Regions from separate parts of the Mus musculus genome. Here region 1 is linked to region 2. The links are chromatin contacts, called in public HiChIP or PLAC-seq maps. All regions are on one chromosome and are shown on one strand. The core of a region is the stretch at or near the end of the contact, and the rest is flanking DNA. Distances in the headings are between cores, read along the strand shown. Region 1 overlaps Setd4 (SET domain containing 4). Region 2 has its middle 12 kb from the start of Gm30530.

Region 1 (5,682 bases), core at 992-3,491, 380 kb after region 2:
CAGAACCAAGGGCAAGTGACCGAACTCAGGTGTGGGGCACAAGCCTAGGTATCAGGCCCTGGGTTCCAATCCCAATGTCACAAAAACGGGGCGGGGATCAGGAGACCCTTTGTGTGACATCAGCAACAAGCCAGGAGGACACAAAGTTAAATGAAATAGGCCAGAGCCTCCATGTTCTACTTAGGACTGCAGAAAGAATGGCCGACAGCACGTGAATGGAGGCGAGACTGTGGGGATGTCCGTCAACACACAGAGGGGAGAGAGCTCTCTGGACAGCAACACGTGAGCAGAGTTAGGAACAAGGCACCGTGTTCATCACACAGACGATGAGAGCTCTCAGCACAGAAAGTCAGGTGGACAATGCTGTGCTTGGTGAAGCCACTCCACAGGTGTGTGTGTATCAAGCACCGCTGTGCACTGTACACTACATATAAAACTTGCAGTGGGATGTGCTGGCCCACGCACGCACACGCAGAAGCCAGAGGGGGATGCTGGGCACCAGCTCCTATTGCTGTCTACCTCTATTGCTGTGAGTCAAGGTCTCTCACTTAACCTGGAACTCACCGCTGGACTAGGCCAGCTGGCCAGCGAGCCTCCTTAATTCTCCTGGTTCCACCTACATCCACTGGTTTCTGCCTATCCCCACCCCAGGCCCCGGGAAAACAGGCTGCCATCCCAGCTTGCATGCCGGTCGTCACCATCAGGCCAGCTCCCCAGCCGCATTTACTTAACTTGTAAAATGTAAACCTGTTAACACAGCCACATTTGTTCATCAGGAACTCTCAGGACTTCCCTAATGGCACACATGATAAGCAGCCTCGGGACTGAAACCTTGGGCCCACACCTTGCGCAGCACAGCGTGCGTCTCCTCGATGACGTCAGAGCATATTTTCTGGGCCACGCCCAAGCTTGTCTTCTCGTTTGTATCGGAGATGACTTCGCCAAGGAGCACCTTTTTCCAGGATGTGCTAGAGCAGAAATATTCAATAAAGTCATTTCAGCAGGTCCCCGTTACCGGAGATGGCACTCACTCTGCAAGATGACACACAGCACGCCCATTCTTCCGGAGCACAGTGAAGCTCGGCTCCTAAGCCGTGACATCATTCAGCTCCTGAGTGGGAGCCACCAGCACGGAGGAAGAAAGAGGAGCAGAGTAAATCAAGGGCCAGCTAGTCAGTCGGCTCCCGGCCAGCAGAGACTGGATTCTATTTTCACAGCAGTCCTGGGTCTGGTGGACAAGTCATTGAAGTCACACCCACCAGCTACAGGGGCACAAGGGGCAGAAACACAAAACCGGAAGGCCAGGCTCTGGCAAATGGCCACAAGACTCAGCAGCTGTAGCACTGTGTGCTCCTTTAAGGGAAAGTTTTTCCTAAAAGGTGACAGCCACAAACACAGCTCACTGCCACACGCCCTCCAAATGGAAGGAGTCTGCAGCTAGGCCATCCTCTACACCCAGGTGAGTCAGTCACTCACGGTGCCTTGGCTTGCAGAGGTGAAGGCTCTGGGGTGTGACTGGCAGCCCTAACCCCTTAGAAAGGGTGAGGAGCCTGAGCAAGATGAACGTCTACACTGGGTTCTTCTACCCGGCTCCTTTCACGAAAAAGGCCTTCAGCGGGGCTGGTTAGGACAGTTAGAGGGTTGTGGTTAGAAGCTTGCTTACCACAGGAAAAGCCACCCACTGGCAGATGTGCCCTGAACAGTGACAGCGCTGACAATACTCAGTCACCAGGGGTCACCTGGACAGAGGGGCAAGTTCTCAGAGCCACGCACTCTGGAAGGCTAAGGCCCCTGAAAGCAGCGGGGCACAGTCCACTCCTTCCCTCTAAATCCAAGCCTCCCAAACCCCTCAGCTTCACCAGGAAGTAGGCGCAGCTTGTACGTAATGCAGGGGAGACTTACAAGCGCTCGGCTTCCAGACACAGCAACTTGAGAGCCGTGAGTAGCCTCCAGGACGGCCCATCCCATCCAAACGTCAGATTTCTACAAAAGAGAAGCAGGCAACACCAAATGTGTCGCGTAGAAACGACTCCGTGGCAAGCACCCAAGGAAGCCAGCAGTGGCTTTGAACAAGTACAATGCTAGGTCACCTCCACACAGAGGCGAGAAAATCAGGCTGCGGCTACGACGAATGAAGCTGGGTAACACCAGCCTCTGTGTGGGTCACTCCACACAAACGGAACCTGCTCTGACTGCTCTGGGCTGTGCTGGCTAGTTGATGTCATCTTTACACAAGCTAGAGTCACCGGAAAGAAGAGAACCTCAGCTGAGGAACTGCCTCCCTCAGATCCAGCTGCAGAGCACCTTCTTAATCAGTGAACAATGGCGCAGGGCCCCGCCCACTGTGGGTGGAGTCATCCCTGGGCAGGTGGTCCTGGGCTCTATGAGCAAGCAGGAGGAGCAAGCCAAGAGGAACAAAACAGTAAGTAGCTGTCTTAGTCAGGACTTCTATTCCTGCACTAACATCATGACCAAGAAGCAAGATGGGGAGGAAAGGGTTTATTCGGCTTACACTTCCACATTGCTGTTCATCACCAAGGAAGTCAGGACTGGAACTCAAGCAGGTCAGGAAGCAGGAGCTGATGCAGAGGCCATGGAGGGATGTTCATTACTGGCTTGCTTCCCCTGGCTTGCTCAGCCTGCTCTCTTATAGAACCCAAGACTACCAGCCCAAGGATGGCACCACCCACAAGGGGCCTTTCCCCCTTGATCACTAATTGAGAAAATGCTTTACAGTTGTATCTCATGGAGGCATTTCCCCAACTGAAGCTCCTTTCTCTGTGATAACTCCAGCTGTGTCAAGTTGACACACAAAACCAGCAGTGCAGCAGCACCCCTCCATGGCCTCTGCATCAGCTCCTGCCTCCAGGCTTCTGCCGTGCTTGAGTTCCTGTGATGTGGAAGTGTGAGCCAAATGAACCCTTTCCTCCCAGACTTGCTTTTGGTCATGGTGTTTTATCACAGCACTAGTAACCCTAACTAAGACAAGGCTAAAAGCCATTTCCAATCAATTTCAGCCAGACACTGAACTTGGTCACGGGACCACAGCAAGCGGCCTGGTAACTACATCACACGTTTACAGTGAGATGAACACAGAGACCCTGGTCATCCCGGAGAGCAAACAGCCACTGTCGCTGTGTACCCAAAAAACCTGATTTTATCCAGAAAAGAAGACGTGAAAGAGCTGGGGATCCGGTGTAGGTCACCGTCCCTGATGTTCTGCTAGGGACCAGCATGGCCTGTGACAGCGCAGCTCCACCCCACCTGACCCGGGCCTGGGTCACGGACAGGACTGTTTCAAGCTTGACTCTCACCCCTTGAGTGCCTAGGACAACAAGCCCAACTTGCTACAGTCTAAGAGCTTAATAAACACCCACCTGACAGCCAACACAGAGACAGGAGGGTCACACTTACAGAAACCAGAGCCAGGAGTATTCCCATGGGAACTCCCTGAAGGGATAATTTCCAGACAGAAAAGCCTTACCCTGTAAAGCCATGATCCTTCAAAATGGTTATCTTCCTGTGGAGCTGCTTATCTGCTGCAGGGAGGAACTTAACCAGCATGTCTGCATTAGAGAGGAGACCATCAGACTTAGGATGTGATTCAGATAAAGCACATGCCCCTCTCCCTCCCATCAGCCGCCCACGATAACCAGAGTGTCTGCCAGTTCACACCAAGTGTCCTCTTTAGGACAGCTCGCTGAGATCCCGGCTCCCTGAAGAGCTGTGAGCTTTCCAAGGCGGAGGACAGAAGCACAGACGCGAGGCTCAGGCTGCCCCTAAGCACATCAACAGCCTAAGAGGAAGCCGCCAGAGGGTTAGCCCTGCTGGGGGCCAGCTAGGAACAGGCTGCCTCAGCACACGCCCAGGACGGCAATACTGCGTTACACCTGATTCAAAGCAGTCCCCGCAGCCGTGACCACAGCCTCAGCCTAAACTGTGAAGCCTGGCGGACGTTTCTGAAGGAGAGAGAAAGCAATGGCTCTTTTGTTTTTTGAGGTGATAGAAGACTTCCATTCTGTGTTTTAAAAAGAAAGAAAAGCAAGGATTTGGGGGTGTAACTCTGACAGAAGCAAGCTTTCCTTTTCCTTCAGAGAGGGCCTGCACATGCCAGACCAGGCAGGCCACTGAGCCAACCCCTGGGCCCTACTCCATGTTAAACATAATGCTTGTTCCATGTGTTTACACGGTGTACTGGCGAGTTTTGTGTCAACTTGACACAGCTGGAGTTATCACAGAGAAAGGAGCTCCAGCTGAGGAAATGCCTCCATGAGATCCAACTGTAAGGCATTTTCTCAATTAGTGATCAAGGGGGAAAGGCCCCTTGTGGGTGGTGCCATCTCTGGGCTGGTAGTCTTGGGTTCTATAAGAGAGTAAGCTGGGGGCTGGAGAGGTGGCTCAGTGGGTAAGAGCACTGACTGCTCTTCCGAAGGTCCTGAGTTCAATTCCCAGCAACCACATGGTGGCTCACAACCACCCGTGATGAGGTCTGACGCCCTCTTCTGGTGCATCTGAAGACAGCTACGGTGTACTTACATATAATAATAAATAAATAAATCTTTAAAAAAAAAAAGAGAGTAAGCTGAGCAAGCCAGTAAAGAACATCCCTCCATGGCCTCTGCATCAGCTCCTGCTTCCTGACCTGCTTGAGTTCCAGTCCTGACTTCCTTTAGTGATGAACAGCAATGTGGAAAGTGTAAGCTGAATAAACCCTTTCCTCCCCAACTTGCTTCTTTTCTTGGTCATGACGTTTTGTGCAGGAATAGAAACCCTGACTAAGACACACATGAACTGCTTACAGTCAGAGCCACCACAAGACAACTACAAGGACTCAGAACAGGCCAATCTCAAAGCCAGCCGGCTTCCTAACTCACTGGACAAGTCCCCACTCACACTTTTCTTTACAGAGAAATCCCTGCATGCATTTATCATGTGTTGTCAGTGTACCACATACATACGGAAGGGCAGAGGGCAAATTACCGGAGCCAGTTCTCTCCTTCCACCCTGGACGTCCTGAGGCCTGAACTCGGGTCACCAAGCTTTACGGCAAGCCCCTCCTCCACCCACTGGCCCGTCCCATCTCGCTGCCCCAGCTCTGGCTCTTGTGTCTCTAGGAAGCATACTTGATATTCTGCCTTACGAAGGCAGACAGTGTCTCCTGAGAGTTACTATACTATACTCGTCCCAGCCTACACAGATGAACATAAGCCGGGCACTGAAGCCTCTGGCGGCTTGCTCAGGGCTTAGCTGCTTCTTCTACCTGAGTGCTGAGTAAGTTTCCACTCACGACAGGCTTACTCCCTCTGCAGCAACAATGACGCCTCAGAACAAAGATGCCTGCTTCCTCCCAGCCGTGACACTCACACTCATCCGCTAAGCAGCTCTCTTCCCACTCCACCGTCCTGGTTCATGACCCGGATGAACCGATCAATCAGTATCAATCAGTTGTGCTGATTTTACTTCAACAAAGAAATTCCACTCAGGAAGCGCAGGCAGGCTCTGCCTGAGAAACTGAATGTTGCCTAGGACAGCTCTTTCCATTAGAACGGGAAATAACCACTATCAGCCAGTCCAACCTGCCGAGACAGGAACGCAGGCGTGAGGATTGCGGACGGAGACAAAGCCATACTCCAGGAGCAGCCTCTGGTTATCATGGGGGCCGTAGCAGATGAACACCTCCTG
Region 2 (6,082 bases), core at 534-3,033:
TATATATGTATATATATATACACACACACACACACATACACACACACACATACACATACATATATCAAATAGAATGACTAGACCAAAGGCAACTCAGGAACTCTCCCAGGAACCAGAGTTCTTGCATCTTATACTGGGCCATAGTTAATGCACAGTGATCTGATGGGGACACCAGATGTTCCCACTGGCCATAATGTAGTTCTGATGTAAGAACTGAGGCTTCCTGATCATGGTGAGCCCGCCGCGCACCATCAAACATCAGAGTCAATCATTGTAGTTATTTACCTTCCCCTCCTTCAGAGATGCGGCAGTCTTTTCTCAACCCGTAGCAGAAGCAAGAACCATTGGACACGCAAGTCAAAACACGACTGGGAGATGTAGACGTCACATGTGCATGCACGTGTGCACAATGGTATGCATGCATCTGTGTGCAGGTGTGTGTGGACATGAGAGGATATCCTCTGGTATCGTTCATCAGGAGCCATCCAGCTAGTTTTGAGATTGGGTCTCCCAGGGGCCAGGAATTCCCCATGTTGTCTAGGCTGTTTGTATCACTGGGATCTTCTGTTCCCCATCTCTCTAACAGTGTCTAACATTCTCACACCCATCTCTCTAACAGTGTCTAACATTGTCACACCCATCTCTCTAACAGTGTGTTGTGAGAGCATGTTCTCACATCCAGCTTTATTTCTTTGTTTACTTGGTTTTTATTTGCATTTTGTTTTGGGGGGTTTGTTGTTGTTGTTTGTTTGTGTTCCGTGATAGTGTTTCCTGGGACTTGCTCTGTAGACCAGGCTGACCTTGAACTCACAGAAATTGGCCTGCCTTTGCCTCCTTAGTGCTGGGATTAAAGACATGCACCACCATGCCCGCTTCACACCCAATTTTTTAAAATATGGGTTCTAGCCGGGCGGTGGTGGCGCACGCTTTTAATCCCAGCACTTGGGAGGCAGAGGCAAGCAGATTTCTGAGTTCAAGGCCAGCCTGGTCTACAAAGTGAGTTCCAGGACAGCCAGGGCTACACAGAGAAACCCTGTCTCGAAAAACCAAAAACCAAAAAAAAAAAAAAACAAAAAACAAAAAAACAAACCAAAACAAACAAATAAACAAAAAAAACCCCAAAAATATGGGTTCTGGAGATCCTTATAAGGAAATTGATTTACCGGGTAAGCTAATTCAACCTTCGGACACTTCGGACTCCACACCATCACCTGGTGACCAATGCCCTATGGTTGCCATGGTGATAAATTGAAGAGAAGCCCTCCCTTTCAAACTCCATCCCAAATATTAATGTTTTCTGTCAAGGTCAAGACAAGGACGTGGCTGGGGTACACAGCAGGCAGGTGGGCACTTGTCCTCACATTCTTCTCAAAGAGCTGAAGGAGTGAATTCTACGCTTGGCCAAGAGCCTCAGGGAGGAGCAACTAAAGACTGAGGAAGAGACAGCAAGGGGACCTTCTCCCCCCAGAATCCAGGCAAGCCATTCCTCTTCCTCCAGGGCATTAGAAGATGAGACAGGGACACATGGGCTGAGCCCCTGAAAGATGCCCTTTTAAGTGCTTTTCCCCCTTGAGAGCAGAGACGGGGAGAGGGAGGAAGACCTAGTGAGTGTGTGGAGGGCGGGGCGGGGCAGTTAGCCTCCAGGAGCCATCTAATAAATGACTGCTTGTCCCTGGGTATCTGAGCGATGTTGGAAAACAAGAGAGAAGGCTAAAGGGCAAACTGAGCCCTCTGCCCCAACTGAGATTTTCACTCTGTACTCTCATAAGGGATAGAGGCTGAGGGGAAGCTCCATTGAAGAACCAAGCCAAGCAGCTCAGGCTGATGATTCATTTCCACATTGCCCCGTTTCTTCTCTTTCCCTTTTTAGTCATAAAATACACATTTTAATTACGCTGAAATTAATAGGGACCATTTCCACTGAGGAGAGATTAAATTATGACTGCTCAGCTTTGTTTTTGTTCCAAACAGAACTAAAATAACATCCTAAATTTCAAGTGGCCTTGAAACAAGCATGCTCAGGGCTCGTCTCGAGATGGAGGTTTCACAAGGGGAGATGACCTTTGAAGGTCAAAAGCCTGATGGGAACAGGTGTTGATGCTTTATCAGATTCATTCATTCATTCATTCATTCATTCATTCACTCGTACATTTCTGTTTGTGGACGCATGTGTGTTTGCTCTAATGTGCAGGTGCATATACCACCCAGGTCACAAAGGTCAGAGGGCAACTTGTTGTGGTCAGTTTCCTCCTTCTAACTGTGGGCTCCAGGGATTGAACTTCAGTCATCGAGCTTGGTTTCAAGCAGCTTTGCAAGGTGAGCCAACTTGTTGGCCCCAAAGCCCGTATTTTAAAAGGAACAAAGCAAAACACAAAACACAAAACTTTACAGCTTTCCACATAAGATATAGAGCTGAGTAAGCTGAGAATACATTGAGGTTCTTAAATGAGTCTGCAAGGGATTGGTTGGAAGGCATTTAACAATGGTGATTAGACAAATGTGGGGAACTGAGGCTCCTTTTGTACACACACACAAACATACTTACACACATGCATACATGCACACACATGCACACACACATGCACATACCTGTATGCACACACACATATATACATGCACACACACACACACACACACACACACACACACACACACAAATGGCAGCTCAGCTTAGACCTAAATCACTCTAAGAGCAAATTTTCACAAGGAATGTTCCCGAGGTTTTACAGCTCCCTCACAGTGTGGCAAAACTGGCTTCATGCTGGTGCTAGCTTCAAGTCTTCCTTAGAGAAAGCAGATGACAAAAAGCACAAAAAAATCAAGTAGAAAATACTTTTTCTATTTACTATTACTATCCTATTACTGCCGGAGCTCAGCAGAGGAGGGAGGGGGTTGTCTCTTGCTAAGTTACCGTGCTGTGTTGTTGATTAAGACAGGATGTATATGCCCGCATCTGCTGCACTTTCCATATCCAAGGGGTCCTGAGAGGGCACTGCTTCCTGGGCTGGCTCTAGTGGCAGCCAGCACACAGCATTAGAGGCAGCAGTGGGTAGCAGGGTCCTTTAGGGCAGCTGCCATCATTACTGGATGAAATGGGCCCTAATTGGGCTATTGATTTTTCCCTCTTTAATGGATTGCTCTCTCCCAACAAATTCCAAGTTGAGACTTTACCCATGCCACATCCACACTGCCATGGGATGCACATGAGACTGTGCATTCTAAGTGCACGGGGCACTGCTGTGGGGGTCACTCAGCCACAAAACACACAGAAGAAAGGATCATGTTGAATAGGTGCACACCTACATGAGTACCCACAAGTGAACAGTGTGTCTTTCAGCTTTATTTGGTCCATGGAACACTGTTATTATGTGGACTTCCTAATATTCCTTTTGTAGACGGACAGCAGAGCTTATAAAGGCAAGACACATATCCATATAAAACAGCAAAATGCAGAGCCAGCATTTCCCAGAAGAATTTCAGTTCCTGCGTGTGGAAAGCAGTACGCAAAGACAGAAGAGAAAAGGAAGAAAATTAAAGAAAGCAAAACACAAAAAAGTGCAGTTGGTGGGGGCAGATAAGGCTTTGGGTTTTCACTCCTCACACGGATACTGTCAGGGCCTCCAAACTTTGGGTGTGGAAGCTCTATCTCCTAATGGGATGGGAATTGGAGATGGGAGATTTAGGACATAGTTAAGGTTATATTGGGTCATGGAGATTGGGTAATCACGGTAGGATCAGGGATTTATTTATAAAGATAAAAGGGGGAAATCTGTCTGAGGAGGATACAGGGAACAGGGTGACTGTCTGCAAGCCAAGGAGAGTCTTCAGCAGGCCTCGGCCACACCCTGCTCGGCACTAGAAGCCTTCAGAAGAGAGAGTGAGAAACAGCTTTTCTTCAAGGCACTTGTCTTGCATCTTCCTCACTGAGCTAAGTCACTGCCTAGCTTGAGCACATGGGCACATGCCACCATCTATGAGTTAAGAGGAGTTGTCGAGGCACTGGGTGATGCGTGTGAGCCAGAGCCCCTGGAGCACAGGGGAGAGATGACTATGAGTTTGAATTGCTAGAACTGGATGCAGGAGAGCAAGAACGGGGGTACACTTGACCCTCGCTGTCTTTCCTGAGCCTTGGGAGCTGGGAGTGCACGGGGCACAGAATGTGAAATGGCTACTTGGGCCTTGATGTGAGTGGGATTCCTGACACGCTGGGTGACTTCAGATCCTGTTCCATGTTCTACACAGAAAGTTCTGCATCAACTTAGATCTGTGCATTTCTCAGTCCTCACACACTAAAGCCCAGAACGCTTTACCCCAACACCATTCAGCCAACCACCAGCCTCACAGACTACCCTGTGTTGAAACTATCTCCTTCTGCATCAATAGACTAATATTTGGAACATTTTAGGCTTTAAGTGAGTTGTGGAGAAAGATTAACTGTTTCCATGACCCCCACACCTCATCTCCTCCATGCCTAATACCCACAACTACGGTGGTTCACTTCCCTAAACCAAGAGTCACGCTGCGACCAACTAAAACCCACAGTGTACATTAGGCTTCTCGTTCAGTGACAAATGTCTCGTAAGTTTAGACAACCCATGTGTGCTGTTATGGAACAGTGTCACTGCCCTGAAAACCCATCATTATGGCCTATCATCATATTCCTTTCTCCACCCACAAAGCTCCCAGCAACCTCCAGTCTCCTTACTCCCTCTCATTTTGCCTCTTCTAGAACATCACAAAGCCAGAACCAGACACTCTGCATCCTTTCAGACTGGCTTCTTTGCACATGTGATATGCATTAGGGTCTCTTCCCTAGAGGCTCTTCATGCCTTGAGAGTTCATTCCTCTTCAGGGTTGAATACTATTCAGTTGTGTGGACGTACTGCTGTGGACAGAGGGTTTTCAGTGCAGTTGGCTAAGTCAGTGTTGCAACAGAGATCATTGTTTCTGGTTCCCGTGTTTAGCTCTAGAAGAGACAGCCGATTGCACAACAGTCTTCTAATCTCCATTATCACTTGACCTTCATCTTTAGAATTAGAATGCTCAGTAGTTTGTGCAATCCACACTGGTCTGGTTTCACCCATAGAGATAAAACTGTGGGACAGGAGGGGGGACTGGAAGGAAAGAATGCTGCTGTCTTGGGTGTTGCCTGGGATTTCCAAGCGACCAGTAAAGAGTGAGGGTCCTTCGGATTGTTTCCTGGGTGGTGATGGTCTCTGAAATCATCACTTCAGGGTGTGGATGTTTCAGGCTGCTTCCGGTTGTGCAGACTCCTCCAGGGACATTCACAGTGATGCAAGGGTCCATAAGAAGCAGGGACAGTCTTTTCTTCCCATCTTGGGTGAGATGCATCTATGACCCCTGATTTGTGAGTCCTGCCTGATCATGGAGCCTTCCTTTAGGGTCAAAGCTAACACCCTCAGACGGCCAACAAAACTGCAGCTTGCTAAACAGTCTATGCAGTCAAGAGATAAAGCCACAGCATATGTCACCTGTGGGAGAGGAAAGCCAAGATTCTACTCCAGCTTCGGGTACACTCCTCCCAGAATGTGAGAAACATCTCTGTCTACCTCCACCATGGGTGGACAGGCTGAAATGGGAATTACAATCCATGCAAGCCAGGCAAAGCCTAGTCTATCATCTAATCACCAACAGGCCAGACTAACTCCTTCCAATACAAACTGCCCACACATCCGTCAGGCTCTTTATTCCGCTCCCAAGGATCCACAAAGCCCTCCTTGGAGACATTGTGAAACCTCAGAAGCAAAGAGTACAAGGATTTCTACCAGGCACATGTCTTTGTGAAAATGTGGCAAAACAAAAATTTAACTTTGGTCTCCTAGAACCTCATTCCAAAGGAGACAGGCCACACTGAGGGCCGAAGACATCACTAAAGATGAACTTGCAAATGGTATACGCTTGCAGACAACATGGCGTGGGCTCTGAAGGTGGGGCCCCAAAGGCACACTGCCTGGACACGCCCACTCTAGAGACCCGTCATCTTAGATCTTGTGTCTCTTGCAAATGAATTCCTCCAAGTGCTGGGCCATCGTGGTTAGACCAGGGCTCATGGGACCACATC

The links. HiChIP or PLAC-seq counts read pairs in DNA pulled down with a chosen protein or histone mark.
Region 1: a contact with region 2 is called in an H3K4me3 HiChIP or PLAC-seq map of bone marrow-derived macrophages, with 7 times the contacts expected there. The contact joins two enhancer-like sites. A contact is called at or near these places in 1 of 115 datasets of contacts at active chromatin or transcription factors (bone marrow-derived macrophages) and 1 of 9 other capture datasets (adipose tissue).

The regions. Positions count from the first base shown.
Region 1 is chr16:93,584,335-93,590,016 of GRCm38.p6, forward strand. It overlaps Setd4 (SET domain containing 4), which reads right to left. Exons shown (of 12, transcript NM_145482.3): 8 at 5,577-5,682; 9 at 3,485-3,566; 10 at 1,903-1,983; 11 at 845-968. Among named protein-coding and RNA genes, the nearest start is that of Setd4, 17 kb to the right of the region's middle. Within about 2 kb of position 2,242, at least 118 of the 459 cell types and tissues checked have an H3K27ac peak or open chromatin away from gene starts, as enhancers often do. A contact at or near this core is called in bone marrow-derived macrophages, where this site is marked.
Region 2 is chr16:93,202,913-93,208,994 of GRCm38.p6, forward strand. No RefSeq gene overlaps it. Among named protein-coding and RNA genes, the nearest start is that of Gm30530, 12 kb to the left of the region's middle. Within about 2 kb of position 1,784, at least 4 of the 459 cell types and tissues checked have an H3K27ac peak or open chromatin away from gene starts, as enhancers often do. A contact at or near this core is called in bone marrow-derived macrophages, where this site is marked.